2 separate regions of the Oryctolagus cuniculus genome follow, and region 2 is linked to region 1. Evidence: chromatin contacts called from public Hi-C data. All regions are on one chromosome and are shown on one strand. The core of a region is the stretch at or near the end of the contact, and the rest is flanking DNA. Distances in the headings are between cores, read along the strand shown. Region 1 overlaps LOC138843476. Region 2 has its middle 120 kb from the start of UBASH3B.

Region 1 (2,824 bases), core at 104-2,603:
AAAATGCAAGTGAGCGTTTACGCCAACAACTACTCTAGGGAGACGGATGACACATCCATTGAGTTTATTAAGTTCCTGTAGAATGCCATCATGGTGGTAGATTCTGGAGTTAAAGAATGAATGAAACACAGTGCCTGACCATGGAGAAGGCAGAGACAACGGGACAATTTCAGTATGTTTCCTACTTGCTCAGATAGAGGTATGTCCAGGGGGCTATGGGAGCATGATGAAGGGCCGCTAATTCAAGGAAGGCTGCCTGGAGGTGACGGTTATACTGGGACTTACCATTGGGTGACAGACACCCAGAGGAACACGTGCAGTCAGCGCATTCCAGGAAAGATGGGCATCTATATGAGTTGAAACACACACACACACACACACACATCCTCGAGTAGAGGAAATTCTTTCAGGCCTTCCGTGTTGGTTGCATCATCTGGACAATGCTACTGTCTCACAGGAAATGTCTCACAATGTTGGTGGCAAAGAGGCACTGAGTTTTCTCTTGTGCGTTGGGCATATCCCCTTGTTGCGAGAATCCGGAGGGAGAGAGTAAAGGAGGGAATCCTACTTCACTTGGCACACGGTTCAGTCTTTTAATCATCTTCTCCACTCCAGCAGTCAGGGCACTGCAGACCAGACACATCCTTCACCCTCCAGATCTGACCTATTTGGGGGCTGCCCAGGGCCAGGCTACTCAGAGTCCTAGACAAGGAGTTCACCATGCAGTCCAGGAGGCCACATGGAGAAAGGCTGGGGCCAGGGCTTGTATGCTGACTTGAAGAAAGTAAACCAACTCCTGCCTTCAAATTCTCTAACAGCTACTCTTTGAATTCTGATGGATTATTTTATCCAGTCCATTGTACAGATGGGAAGACTGAGATGGAAGGGCGTGGGGCCACCCTCTAGGTCCTGGGGAAACAATGGGTGGTGACTGTGCTCCTCACTCCAGTGCGGCAGCTGCTACCTTCTCAGACTGGGAACCTCTGCAGGGCGTTTTTCCCAGAAAGAGGAGCTTGGAAATGGCAAGCCAGTTAGCAATGGCCTGTATCCACTGGAAACCCTGCCTACCGGGCTGGCATTAGGAGGCGTGGGGGTTCCCAGACTCCTCTGGGAGGTCATTCAATCCCAGCCATGGCAGCTGGTGTCCTTGGTGCCCTGGACCACCATCAGAGAAAGGAATCAGAGAGAAAACAAAGGGTGCAGCCCAGGCTGCAGACCTGCGCCCTCCACGCCCACTTGCCTGGGGCAGGGCCCAGTGGGGTCGGTGCCAGGCGCTGTGCTGCTTCACCACCCCCTTCCCGGGCCCCTCAGCTCATCTGCTGGCTTTCAGATCTCCAGTCGCAGTGAATGGGTCTTTGTGTGAGCCCCAGGAGCTGGCTGGGAAGAGCCCTGATGAAAACGTTGGGCAGAGATGCCTTCTCTGGGCCCGGGCTCTGCTCGGCATGGTGCCCATGTCGTGGGGGGCGGGCCTTCATCGTGGCACTGCTGTGCGCTCTTTCTGGGATGACTGGGAGAGGTGTTCTGCACCCCTGCCCAGTGAGGTCACAGGCAGGGTCTCAGGGGTTGGCTGTTCCTTGGTCAATTCCCCAGGACTCTTTCCTATTGTGTGTCTTGGCTGCTGTGCGCCATCTGCCCCCCATGACTGCACTACTACTCAAACCAAGAAGCAGTGGGAAATGGTCACTCCCGGCATGCCAGGCATTGTGCTGAGGGGTTTAGCCCATGTCATTAAACCTTCTCAGTAATCCTGTGAGATACCTAACCTGAGCATTCCCATTTTACAGGTAAGCACGCCAAGGCTCAGATATGCTAAGCAAGCAGGTCATTTAGAATGGTGAGTGTGCAGCCATTGGAGGGGTCTCCATTCTTCCCGCCTTCTGACAGCCTTGGAGACGTCTCTTGCCAGACCTTGAGGTCCTGAGATCTCAGGGTCTGTGCTCGGCGACCTGAGGAATCCCCCGTGCTGCAGGGCACTGGTGGGGATGGATCCTGAAAACCTCGTGTCCTTTGAAAGTCGTGTTTTGTTTACTTTTTCACCCCTCTGAGCTTTTATTTTTTTAAAAATCAAAGTTAATGTTTCATTTTATGGGAGAGAAGAAACTCTAGTTGTATAAGAAACAAGTTAGGTGATGATGGTAGGCTGGCAGTTTGGCTAAGGACCTCATCCCCATCCCCAGGAAACAAACACCCACCTCGGATGTGGTGGTCCCTGCTCTGCTGTTGACTGCTCCGCTTTGCTCACTGTCCTCTGGGAGTGCCGGGTAAGGGCTAATTCAGGGGTGTGAGTCCAAAGCTCTCTGGGGTTGGGTTGGAGAGTGATGGAGCTCTTGAACTTTTGCCATGACAGCATAGACAGCAGCAATGATCAACATCATCTTCTTGTAGCTGTGTGGCAGGACCGTCCCCCAATAGCTATAATCCAGAACTCGCCTAGGAAGACAAGCTCAGTGGCTCTTCGGGGGAACAAAAATTTTAACCATGACTTTTAGAGAAGCTCTGTTAGCTGAGCCAAATGAACAGCTGGGAAGGGCTGTGAGTATTTCTCTGCTTGCAAAGAGGTTATAAACAACCTATGGTAAACAATCAAACAAACAAATACAGTAGAAGCAATACAGGTTAGGTCTTCAGAACATCCAAGCAGTGCAGCAAGGGGAGAATGAGGCAAAATGGAACCTTGACCTCCCGAGCTATTTCTTCTTCTCTTCTTTCTTTTCTTCTCCTTTTTCTCCTCAAGAAAAGCCAGCTCTCCTCTCTCCAGACTATCATCCCTACAGCCTGTTCTCTGCTGGCAGTATGGAAGTGATCACTGACTGCTGTGGCCCTG
Region 2 (2,824 bases), core at 195-2,694, 270 kb before region 1:
CTCTTTCTTTCCCTTTATACATTTCCCCATCTGCCTTGCTAACTCCTACTTGCCCTTCAAGACCCTGCCAAAGCCTCTCACTACTGGGATAGGGCTTTGGCAGGCTAAATTAATGATCCCCACCCTTAAGCCAAATGTGTGGCTTGCATATAGCTCCTTAATGGTCTCTATTTCCCTGTGTGTCCCCCCCAAAAGTCTGTAAGCATACAAAGTCAGAAACCACTTCTCTTTCATCTGTTATCCTGAATGTTCAGCACAATGGCTAGTGTTATGATAGAAGTTCTAATATTGTTTCTTGAATAAATCAATGGATTAGTATCAGCTCTTATTTTCTGTATGTTTTTTAAAAAAATCATTTATTGGAGAGGCACGGAGATAGAAAGAAGGATATGAATATGATAGATAGACAATAGATTATAGATAGACAGAGCTTCCCATCCACGTATTCATTGGTTTATTCCTCTAATACATACCATAGCTGAAACTGGGCCAGGCTGAAGCTGGGAGACAGGAGCTCACTCAGGGTCTTCCCAAATACTTGAACCATGAAGGTCTGCATTGGCAGGAAGCTGGAGTCCGGACCAGAACATTCCAACATGGCACGTGGTCATCTTCACTGGTGTCTTAACTGCTAGTTTACACTTCTGCCCCTACTTGCTCTATGTTTTGGAAGCAAAATTCAGCAGTGGCTGGAGATGTAATGCTGAACATGGCACCAAGGTGGCAGTTGTTGGTATGAAATCCTCACAAAGAAAGCAGGTTTTAACAGGGAGAGGGAACCAAAGGCCATTTAGAGTAAAGAGCTCAGGCCACTCAGTGATTAGGGGAAAGTGCCCTGTGTATCGAGAGTGAAGAAGTTGTAGACAACAATAGGTAGCGTGTTAGACCGTAAAGATCCTTCCTTCTGTACTTAGGACCCCAGACTTCACCCTGGGGTCCATGGGGGGGCCACTGACTACCTGTGGTCTGTCACAGTAGAGTGTGCATAACTTTGGAGTTGTTTCTTTGCCTGCCTGCCTTCCTTCCTTCCTCTTTCTTGCTTGCTTGCTTGCTTTCTGGATTTCTTATTTCACTGAGGTTTTCTGGGAAGTGTCTCTGAGAAAATAAAAGGTGTCCTGCATGCTGACCTCCTGGGAGGCTAGGGTTGCTCTGAGAGTGGGATTTCCTCCTGCAGGCTCAGGCTCAGGCTCAGGCTCAGGCTCAGGCTCAGGCTCAGCCGGACGCATGCTGGCCACTGGAGGTCACTGTTGCATCATAGATGTATTTGCAAAGCTCTGTTATGCCCATTTTGAAGTCTGCTTTTGCCAAGAGTTCTGGAAGCCTATATCCCCTGGCAGCTTGGAAGTTCCCCAGTGCAGACGTGCCTCTTTCCTGGTCAAGAATTGGCCTGGTGACCTGGAAGATGTGGCCAAGGAAGAGCTGTGCCTGAGGCAGGAAGGAGAGAGGCTGGGGGACCTGGTGCAAGGAGGGCTGAGTCTGTAATCAAATACGGGGCCGTGGTGGTGTGGTCTGGATCACATTATCCTGCGTCTGGCATAGGAGAGGCTGGTTGCCCCTTCGGGTCAAGGCGACTTCTCTCCTGCTGTTTTCTGATTTGAATCTGGTTGAGGTTAGAGAAGGTTGTGATTGTCTTATGGATCCGTAGAGATCCAGGGGGGCATCTGACTCCATCCTAGGGGGAGGTCTGCAGGTGGGAGGAAGACATCCTAGTGCATCTGGGCTCTGACAGCAGAGCTGCTAGGTCAGGTGGGAGTTTGGGGACTGAGTCTCCCTCTCTGAACCCATCCACTCGCTGGCAGCCTGTGCCAGGGCCAGGCTTCCAAGGAGGCATCAGAGAGAACCACAGGGAAGGAACTGACATTTCTAGTGGGAAACTGTTGTGCTAGACCTTATTTTTTCTCACACTGTTCTTGTGGTGAGTATGTATTATTTTTGCTAATTTGATATTTGAAGAAACCAAGGCTTAGAGCTGACAATTGAACCTAAATAACTTTAAATACAAAGAGGAAGGATGATAAAACAACTACATGTGGGCACCTTCTAAGAATTCATCTAAACTGGAATTCTTGCTTTGCATCATGCAGGGGAACAGAGCCTCTGGGAGTGTGGCTTTGATAATAACTCACTTCAACTTTGGTCGAGAATAACTTCTGGGCAGAACTGAGTAACTTTCTAAAAAGCTGTGATCTGTTTATAACTTTATGAAGGGTCTTCAGAAAGTTCATGGAGGACATGCACTATGAAAAAAACTGTATGATTTCAAAATTGTTCACATCCAAATAAACTCGCACTAAGTTGCTGTAACATGTCTGAACAGGATCTAGTTTGTGGCATTCAGAAGGATGAGACATCAATTTGAAAAGAGCAGCATGAATTCTGATGCAATAGAAGCAAGCTTTCTGGTGAAAGTTGGGTGGAAGAATGGCAAAATTGTTGATGCTGTATGAAAAGTCTCTGGGGACAATGCCCCAAACACATCAGCAGTTTGCAAGCAGGTCAGTTATTTCAAGGAGAGGTGAGATGGGGGTCTTCCTCTCTTGGAGCCCCCTCCTGGCTGCTGCAGCAGGAGGTTTCTGACTTAAATAAATTTTGCTTTGCTCACTGCCTTGTCCGCATGGAAATTCTTCTCCTATGTGAGACAAGAACCCAGGTCTTCGTCTTTGTCACCATGTTGCCTGTAATAGCTTGGCGCCATGATTTGGATACAACTCCAGTGGGACTTGGATCCAGTTCAAACTTAACTCCAGCCAGCCTGGAGTTGCCTCACTAGATGAGGAGAGCAAGCAGTCTGCTCTTGCTTCTGCTTTTCGGAGAGCCTCATCCC

The links. A called contact is a pair of places that touch in the nucleus more often than the background predicts.
Region 2: a Hi-C map of skin fibroblasts shows a contact between it and region 1, with 9 times the contacts expected there. The contact joins two enhancer-like sites. A contact is called at or near these places in 5 of 6 Hi-C or Micro-C datasets (ear pinna, embryonic fibroblasts, psoas muscle and 2 more).

The regions. Positions count from the first base shown.
Region 1 is chr1:114,673,875-114,676,698 of mOryCun1.1, reverse strand. All of the region lies in intron 4 of LOC138843476, which reads left to right. Among named protein-coding and RNA genes, the nearest start is that of MIR100, 67 kb to the right of the region's middle. Within about 2 kb of position 1,353, at least 1 of the 8 cell types and tissues checked has an H3K27ac peak or open chromatin away from gene starts, as enhancers often do.
Region 2 is chr1:114,947,636-114,950,459 of mOryCun1.1, reverse strand. No RefSeq gene overlaps it. Among named protein-coding and RNA genes, the nearest start is that of UBASH3B, 120 kb to the left of the region's middle. Within about 2 kb of position 1,444, at least 1 of the 8 cell types and tissues checked has an H3K27ac peak or open chromatin away from gene starts, as enhancers often do.